2 separate regions of the Mus musculus genome follow, and region 1 is linked to region 2. The links are chromatin contacts, called in public Hi-C maps. All regions are on one chromosome and are shown on one strand. The core of a region is the stretch at or near the end of the contact, and the rest is flanking DNA. Distances in the headings are between cores, read along the strand shown. Region 1 holds the start of Gdf7 (growth differentiation factor 7). Region 2 has its middle 59 kb from the start of Apob.

Region 1 (4,880 bases), core at 1,965-4,464, 380 kb after region 2:
CGGCGGCCCGGGAGTGCAGCAGGTGAGCTGTGCCAGCCTCGTCCGGGCACGTGGACAGCAGCAGCCGCGGAAGGAGGGTCGCACTGTCCCTGTCTGGTTCCGGAGACCTCCGGCGCAGCACGCGCAGCTCCGCATTCACCACCTCATCGGCTTCGGAGAGGCTGGATACGTCGAACAGGAAGCTCTGGCCTGGCTCGGCCGCCGCCGTTTCGTCTGCGAGGAAGGACAGAAACAGAAAGAACAGTGTGAGGGTAAAGCCAGGACACGCAGCAATGGGGAGGGCAGCTTGGCTTCGTTTGGCTTGGCTACCCCAGACACATAAAGCGACCCAGAAAGGACCATAAGAGCGAGCAAGCGTCCCCGCATCTGCGTTCCCGCAGGAATGATGTCAATCCCTCGGATAAAGGGATTCTTTCTTGTCGCCTACACCTGAAGCTTTGGTTCTTCGACCACCGTGACAGACAGATACACACACCTAATAGCTAGACTGCGGGACCCAAGAGCTCACCACCGCATCTCTGGACCAAAAACTTAACCATTAGTTCTGCTGCCTGCACTGGCATCTTTCTTTTGCCGAAAGGTAGGTCAATTTTCTGAGCAGGGGTGTCCTGAAGGGGGCCAAACAGAAAGCGCTCACACACTTTCCCAATAACTTGCTTTATGTGACAATTGTCCCTTACTGCTGAGCCGAGCGCCCCAGAGAGCTGCAAGCACTCCTGGATGTGCGGAAAACGAAAACTTCTCATTCCCTAAAAGCACTTTTCCCTTTGGTTCCTTTTCTTCTCCCAACCCAGCCTAGACACCTTCACTGACCACGGTTTCCCGTGCAAATTGGGCCCTTGAAAATTGTCCAGAAACGGAACGCATAAGCATCGCGACACCCTCTGCTTCAGCCCACCCTGCCCGTTCAGCCAGGATAGCGACGACGTCAACCCCGCTCTTGGCTCCTTCTGGTGCCCCCGCGGCTACCAAGGGGAATGGAAAAGACAGCGAGACGCAGAGAACCTTCACGGAGAGATTAGAGGAGGCGATGTTTCTGCGGTGCAGACTTGCTCATTCTTTTGCTCCGGTGTGATTTATTTCGGGCTTGGGGTTTTATTTCTGGTCATGGGTCCTTTTTCTTTTGGGGTGGACTCAGACAAAAAAAAAATGTTTAAATTCCACCAAAGAGCAGATAAGGCGTTGCCTTTGAAGGGGGTCATATGGTTTCGTTTTGCCCCATCGGAGAGACCATGCAAACTCCCCCCACCTTTGGGGATTTGTTCTCAACCATGGAGCCAGGCCCTGGTGTTCTAAGTCTACAGTCTGGGTGTACTGTTCTGCCTCCACAGCTCTGTTCTAAACTGAAGCTGGTGGGAGCAAGCTAGACAGAGGCCCTGGGCCATATTCCCCGTCCCTGCTTTTCCTCTCAAAGACCCTTCTCTGCAGCCTCCGCCTCACCCCGCTTCCTCGGCCTTGCTACCTCCCCAGGGAGGGAGGGAGAAAAGGTGGCCCGCCTCTGGGTCTTGCTGGTGGAGCAGAGCTACGCCGGAAGGAATTAGCTGGTTTTATAACCTTGTACACTTAGCCAGCCCTAACAAAGTCGGATGCTTCTGTTACTTTAGGCCCCTCTCACTGTTGGCAGCTTGAGAGCGTCCTATGCAGGGACAGGTTAGGAGTTTTTCCTGATTCTGCTGCACACTGGGATTGGAGTTTCCTGTAAGGATCCCACCAGTCAGTGTGGCGTGCCATGACAGACCCTTGGAAAATAGATGCTGGTCCTAAGTGCCCCCATAGGACCGTCAGGGCCAGAGAGTTCTATGTATGGAAACAAAGCTGTCTGTGCGTACATGCTGCGCACTGAGTGTGTTTCTGAGATGGCTGATGCGTGGTAGCCACAGCCTGTTTTCCCACGCTGGTATCAAAGGCCTGCAGACTGCCAAAGGCTGCCTAGCCTCACTTTTCAGCCCTACTTGCCTTCCTTTCCCTCCTGATTTCCAAGCTAGATCTTTGGCTGGGCAGAATTGAAGCCAAAATTACTTGCATTTCCGCCTGAAATTAGTTAAATTTTCCCTATCTGTCTGCTTTAATGACTTCAATGGAGATTAATAAAAGCCAGATGACACACACATACTACAACCACCCCACAACCCCACCCACATCCTACCTTTGGAGGGCCCTACACAGGGTAAAATGTGATGTTTGAGCTCCAACCATCCCTTTTCTCCCCACACAAGCCGAGGCCCTGGACTCTGGCTGCTGGGGCCTACTGTCACAGAAGGAAGGCAGGCACCCAAACTCTCTTCCCATACACAAGCCACCATCCACCCGAAACGGCCTGCCTGAGAGGGGTCCTTCTGATACCGAGAGGCCATGACTTTAATTGGATACCAGCTGCTCTACCCTGAATTCCCCTGAGCTTCAATTTGTGTATAGTCCCCAGTCCCCCGCTGAACACAAGGCACTACCATCACTGCTCTCGTCCCTCTTGGCGGGAACTCAAAGGCCACAACTCCTGCCCTTCTTTCTTCTCCCAGGGCTCCAGGCCCAAGGCTACACTAGACCCTTCCCCCAAAGAAGCGGATCTTGAGCTCCGCTTGGCTTGAGGGGAACCTGCCAGCCTGTTCTGAAGAGCGGCTCCCACTCCCTTAGCCCTCGGAGACCAAGCCTTGACTGGCTTAGGGGTTCGTGAACAATGACTTCGAAGACAACTTTTTCTCTCCAGCACCTGAGGATAACTATAGGGATCATAGTTCAGGATCGAATCGGGCAGAGGCTTGCCTCCCCCGGCTCGTCTCCAGTCAAGAGTAGACGGGATGGGCTGGTGCGCAGAAGACGCGTAAAGTACCTTGAGTTGCTTGGTCTGTGAAGCCGGTGATTGTGTCCACACGCCCGTGCCCTGAAGCTGCCGCGACCGGAGCCCTCCCCGCCAGGCTCCTGTAAAGCGACATCATGAAGTGGTGTGGCACCACCGAGCCGTTCCTGAAGCCAGAACCCGCAGCGCGGCGCACAGCTCGGGGACCCGGAACCGCAGCGGCCTGGAGAGCTGAAGGGCCTGGAGCCCGGGCGAGGGTCCGCCCGCCGCCGCCGCCCCCGGGGCTCCAGGCTGGTCCAGCCCCCGCCGCTCGGAGCACCGCGGCAGCTTCTAGCCCGTCGCGGGGACGGCAAGCGCTCAGCAGCCAGAGACACAGCGCGGCGGCAGCGCTCAGGTCCATGGGCTCCTTGGGCCGGCCGGCCGCGCGACACGGGCTCCGTGGCTCCGGGAAGTCCCCCGACGCCTTTTGAACATAGTGTTTAATAATGGGGGAAGTGTGCGCAGCAAGCCGCTGCCCCCCTCCTCTCCCACCCCACCCCCGCCCAGCGCTCGGAGCAGCGCCCCCTGCTGAACGTTCAACCCGCAGCGCTGAGCCCCCCAACTCAGGCCTATCGCGCAGTGCAGGGTAGAAGTCGCCTCCCCTTGCTGTAGTGCCTGGTCCTTGTCCTTGCCAAGAGAAGGCCATCCGCCCGAGGCTCCTGCCACAACGCGGTGCCCCGCCTCCCCTCCCGAAGGTACTACGAGCCCCCACCCCCCTCCGCCCCAAGACCTCAGCGCACTCCTTGGCTGGAAGATGGGGCGTCTCGCGTACCCGCCCAGCTTCCTCCCGACTCCTCCATGGAGAAACACCGCCCTCCGCGTGATCTTGTGAGTGCTAGGGATGCCAGACCCGGGCCAAGTCAAGACTGGGCCCCTCCCATCCAGCTTTCTCGCCGTACGCCCCCTTGATGGATGCTCATTAGGGAGTTCCTAGGGATGCTTACGATACACATTTGGATGCCACCCTCTCCCGTCCACAGCCCTCTGAAGATAACAGTGGGAGGCCAGAGAAAGGGAGAGGATCTGTGATGAAGGATGAGTGGCTGGAGGGTACAGATGGGCACGGACCGGAAAAGCTTTGGGTGGGCATCTTGAGCCAAAGCAGGAGCTGAAATCTTAAAGGGTTTAATGAATTAGGAAGGCGGGGACCAGCGGAATCCTACTCAAATTAGGTCTCAGGGTTTGAATGTGCAAAGTAATTTGCCCGGGGAAAGGGGAGAGTGGGGCAGGTGACCACATTTCTTCAAGGTCTTCAGAGCAAAAGGCAAGAGTGCAACCACAAGCCCAGAGGCTGCGTTGCAAAGCCATGGAATAGCGCTCGGATGCCAGCATGGTTATAGCACTCTATGAGCATGGGTGGAAAGGGCCACCTCTGGTCTATGCCTGGGCGACTCTTGAGCATACAGACGCTGGGACTTTTGTTTGGCTAACTTCCTCCCCACTCCTGCTCTGAGGGGGGAAGGCGCCAGCATGTGTGTCGATTTAGTTCAGACAAACCCCAGAGCAAGAATGTCCAGAAAATAGACCAACTGTCCAAGGGATTTAAAAGCCTGGACCCCAAATCCATTACTTTAGCATTGTTCTGGATACCAAACTCAGAATCCACGCCCGGTCCGTGAGTCAGGTCAAGGTGCTATCTAAAAGCCTCTTCCTAATAAACTACATAGCCCAGGCTCCCGCGTTGGAGTCTTATACTCCCACCTCGCCCTCTGGATAGCAGGCACGCGTGCACCTGGACCACGGTCTGTGCTGCTGGCCTCCCTACTCAGGGCCTTCCTGCTGTTGCCAGATGGTGGGCATCTGGGATGACAACCTACCTTTGGTGGCCAGGTTGGGGAGCGGATGCAAAAGCCATAATTATGGGTTTCTTTCTTTCTTTGGGTGCCTGGAGGAAGTGGCTCTAGTAGGGTGGAGACTTCCTGGCGTAACTCCCTGCCCACCCATCCACCCCTGCCTACAGTGGCCAGCCAGGGGTCTCTTTGCTCAGAGGGACACTGGGTTCTGGTGGCCTTCTTTCCACAGACGCCACTCATGTCCAGACTTTGAG
Region 2 (4,645 bases), core at 1,295-3,794:
ACTGAAGGAATGACCATCCAGAGACTACCCCATCTGGGGATCCATCCCATAAACAATCACCAAACCCAGACACTATTGTGGATGCCAACAAGTGTTTGCTGACAGAAGCCTGATATAGCTGTTCCCTGAGTTCTGTCAGTGCCTCACAAATACAGAAGTGGATGCTCACAGCCATTCATTGGACTGAGCACAAGGTCCCCAATGAAGGAGCAAGAGAAAGTACCCAAGGAGCTGAAGAAGGGGTTTACAGCCCCATAGGAGGACCAACAATATGAACCAACCAGTACCCCCAGAGCTCCCAGAGACTAAACCACCAACCAAAGAAAACACATGGTGGGACTCATGGCTCCAGCTGCATATGTAGCAGAGGATGGCCTGGTCGGTCATCAATGGGAGGAAAGGCCCTTGAAGGTTCTATGCCCCAGTGTAGGGGAATGCCAGGGCCAGGAAGTGGGAGTGGGTGGGTTGGTGAGCAGGGGGGGGGGTGGGGGGGGTTGGAAGTTTTAGGAGGGGAAACCAGGTAAGGGGATAACATTTGAAATGTAAATGAAGAAAATATCTAATAATAAAATAAAATGCATCACTTTCCTCACTAAACAAACAAACAAACAAACAAGGTCTATCACTTAGCTCTCTGATTGGCTAGAGTTAGTCAATAAAATCCCAGTGCTGGGATTATAGACACATATTGACAAGCTGGGCTTGCATCTGAAAACTTGGGATCTGAACTCCCTCTGATCTCATACTATGTGGCAAACACTTTATGTAGTGATCTAACTCCCCAGCCCTGGGAATGGATTTTGAAAACATCATTCCAAAATAACCTTTCTGTTATCCATTACCTCCTCTTTTACCGAATAACTGATATGGTCTGGACCAGTGTTCAAACATGGCTGAAAACTCTGGAGGTCAGTCCTAATTCAGCAAACTCCTCTCACTCGAACAGATTGCAGGGAAGTTCATACATGTGAAAGATGTCTTTGGAGTGACCCCAATCCACACCGACAGGACCTATTCTTGCAATACCTGATTCTTACCACCTCTTAAACCCTCCTCCTCCAGAATAATGGTCACATGATCACTTCCTTAAGGAAAAGATTAATAAGAAAAGTCATTTCCAACATCTACCCTCACTCTGTCATAAGGCAAGCTGGTCAGATTGGCCTGGGTAATGAATCAAGGAGTATAACCAACCTGGGCAGGGTTAGATGTCTGTGATTTTAGGATCATGAGCTCTCCCTGCAGTATCTGAACCCATTCTCCACTTGTAAAAGCACTAACAGACCAGGTCAGCTTTTTAAGAAATGAATATCCTTCAGGGCTTTTGAGTGTAAAGGGAGGGCTCATATCAAAAGAAACACAAAGGTTCACGGTTTTTGCTCATGGATGTTCAAGACATCATCAAGTAAATGGAAAGGAGAAGTCAGGGACAAATGAAGTAAAATATCATATCATGTAAACCAAAGAAAGTATCAAAAGTCCTTATGGGCTAGGTGTAGTGACACAGGCCTTTAATCCTATCATGAAGATGGGAGGCTGGATTTTGAGTCCAAAACCACCCTAGTCTACATAATGTGTTTTATGTCAAGCAGACATAAAATGTGTGTGTGTGTGTGTATAATGTGTATACATACACACATATGTATCTCATGAAATTAAAGAATTTAAGTGGCTAGAAAGAAATGGTGTTGAATTGCCTGAGACAAGCAGAAACTTATTTTGGAGACAAGAAAGAACTGACTTGTAAAAGAAAACAGTGGAAAATGTCAGATCAGGAAACTGCTCTGTGTTACATAGGTTTGAAACAGCAACACCCTGTAGTTGACAGTAACTTAAGGATTTTCTAAAGCACTAGAAGAAAGGCATTGGAAGGTTCCCAGTGATGTGTCAGAAACAGATGGAAATGTGTTTTTCTGGTTAGATCACTGTAGATTATATTAGACATTCACTGACTAGTCATACTACACTTCCATGACTATAATTAAAAACGACAAAACTGAAGCACTAAGCTATGTCTAAGGAGCCTCTTTTCCAGCCCTCCTTCCATTTATCTAGGATACAGATGAATGCTGAGAGGCTAGGTAGAGAGCTAAGTTGCTTGGAACATGTCTAAAATGAGTTCAATTTATTTGGAAAGCTTCCATCACCGTCAGACAAGCTGTGTTGACTGTGCTCTCTCTGGATTTCTTCGATGTCTAAAGGCAAGTTGTGTTGACAATACACTGACTTTGTTCTATCTAATGGCAGTCCTGGTTCTCCCTGGCTGGCGACATTAGAAGGACTGAGAGCACTCTGCATGTGTCCTTCCATAATCCTTCAACTTCTACATTCAAGTCTCTGATTTCAGGCTCTCACTAGACAGTGAACTTCCTTCCAAGGAAGTGAAACTTGCTGCCATTCATGTGACTTCTGCTTATCAACAGTGTCTTATCAAAGTTTATAGGAATGGGCAGAAATATTTTCCCATCTGGGTGGATGGTGTTTCATTTTCAGGTGCTCCCTGGGTCAATTGGCTCCTTCCCAGACAAAGCAACACAAAGATTAACCCCATTCCTGGACTTTGATTCAAGACCTTGTGGTTAAAAAAAAAATGCCTTCTATTACTAAGTCGCACTAATGCGGAGACTAGTCTCCAAACCAGATGCCTTACATAGAATTCATCAAGAAAGTGGAGATGCCATCATTGTACTGACTTCCAGTAAGATACTTTTCAAATGCTATTGTCATATGGACTTCATACAGTCATCATATCCCTTCAAACAGGCACAAGGATGAGAGCAAACTATTACTCCAGTCATGTTTGTGTTAGATGCTAAAGAAACAAATGTTTCAGGGATACCCACAGGGGCCTGAATAGGTCATGTCCCTTCCCTGTTCCCTATCTTTATGGGAGGAGTTGGGCTGGAGAGACACGGCAATACAGTCATGGAAGATTATGATTAATATATCAAGCATGTACCTGGATCATTATATGAAATCCACAGACTCCCCGGGGTCTGTTCTGATTTTGTGTTTGCTTTAACTCATTCTTTCTCTTTAAAAAAAAAAAAAGCTTTGCCAATTGTAGCATAATAAATGCTCTAGACAAAAGGCTCATTTTCAACAATTCCTTGAGTTATAATCTTTCCATTTACACTCAGGAAGCACTGTAAAGGGCACTGTTCCTTTGTTCTGGTCTGTCTGTGTCCCTGTTGACACTATCTCAGTTTGAAAAGAGACTGATAAATAAAAGCCAAGGGTAACTCCAGGGCAATAGCAGACATTATCACCAATGCTATAAGTTCTTGGGCAGCTCTTAGTCCCGTCACCCAAGGTTCTGAGGTGAGAGAAATTTAGATTAAAAAAATGTTCTGGTTTAGTTTCAGAGAGCACAGACACTGGTGGACTTCAGACTGAAGAAATCTGTATTTGCTGAAACCTTTGGCCAGAGTTATAAATCTGTGTGCAGCGTGGCAGTGATGTCTCTGACTCTGAACACAGGACAAAGAGCATTTTGCTTAGTCACACAGAGCAAATTAATGGAAGCAGCAGAAACCAGTACCCAAGCTGTTTGCCTCTGTCCCATAGGTATGTCTGTCTTCAGTTTTGGCCCCTCAAGTAGAGATTACTGGAGTGTTCAGACTCCAAAACTTAGGTTTTAAATGACCCAATTAGAATCCAAAATCTTTCCAAAGCCCATCATTTAAAATGATGGTGACCTTGACAAGTTTGACTCCTACAATCCTTCCTCCCTTTCTGCAGGATTCATTGTATTCACTAATGCTTGACTATGGGTCTCTGCATCTGCTTCAATCAGCTACTGGATAGAGCCTCTCTAACGATCATTATACCAGACTTCTGTCTACAGAATAGTAGAATAACATTAGGAAGAAATTTTTTTGGCCAAGTATGTTTGAGAAAACCCACAGAAATCAACAAACCTGACCTTTTCTGGGAAAAAAAAAAAAAAAGAGGAATGCATGGGGAGTGGGTTTAGGGAAAGACGGGAGAAGATGAAGCTGAAGCTACAGCCAGAATGTAATTTATGAGAAAATAAATTAATAAAAATATCAATCAATAAATAAAATGATGATGAACTTAGATATTTCATGGAGTCATATGACTTTAAAGTAGGCAAAAGTTTCAATGCCAGAGTGTTACTTCATTAGGAAATGAGTAATCAAGATATGATGCCCCAAAGTCCCACAAATCCCAAAGACTTTCCAAGTTACATTATAACAATTTATTTCCAACTCCCAAAAACTTTTTATCATTGTTTACTTTATGATCCCACTATAACCTATTTTTGTGAGTAAAGATAAACTTGAGCAATGACAGGTCACAAGTGAAAATGAAAACACCAGGTTTTAATTCTGATTGTTTTTTTAACCCTACATTTTGCAACTGATTGGAGAGGACATTAAAGCATACTTACACGGGGACTTTGTTCATGATAAGGTGTGAAAATTGTGAAATCAGGCCAGATCTTTGCTAGCCTCACTATGCAGTGAGTGGGTTCTAGGGATGATATTTCCACAGAGTTCTTATCAAAGATGCCAACATCTGGGTAATTAAAATTGAAAATTTTGATTCAGTAGGTGAAAATAGGAAGATGAAAGTTTGTGACTCTGCACTGACTAGTGTAACCAACAGCCTCTAGAGCTGC

What was found. A called contact is a pair of places that touch in the nucleus more often than the background predicts.
Region 1: a Hi-C map of embryonic fibroblasts shows a contact between it and region 2, with 5 times the contacts expected there. The contact joins the promoter of Gdf7 here to the enhancer-like site in region 2. A contact is called at or near these places in 1 of 15 datasets of contacts at CTCF or cohesin (the NIH/3T3 cell line), 1 of 484 Hi-C or Micro-C datasets (embryonic fibroblasts) and 1 of 9 other capture datasets (embryonic stem cells).

Annotation. Positions count from the first base shown.
Region 1 is chr12:8,298,740-8,303,619 of GRCm38.p6, forward strand. Gdf7 (growth differentiation factor 7) reads right to left here and starts at 3,215. Exons shown (of 2, transcript NM_001312876.1): 1 at 2,828-3,215; 2 at 1-213. The coding sequence starts at 3,194. It also overlaps a transcript of Ldah not described here.
Region 2 is chr12:7,916,672-7,921,316 of GRCm38.p6, forward strand. No RefSeq gene overlaps it. Among named protein-coding and RNA genes, the nearest start is that of Apob, 59 kb to the right of the region's middle. RefSeq lists an enhancer at 3,050-3,741. Within about 2 kb of position 2,545, at least 33 of the 459 cell types and tissues checked have an H3K27ac peak or open chromatin away from gene starts, as enhancers often do. A contact at or near this core is called in the NIH/3T3 cell line and embryonic fibroblasts, where this site is marked.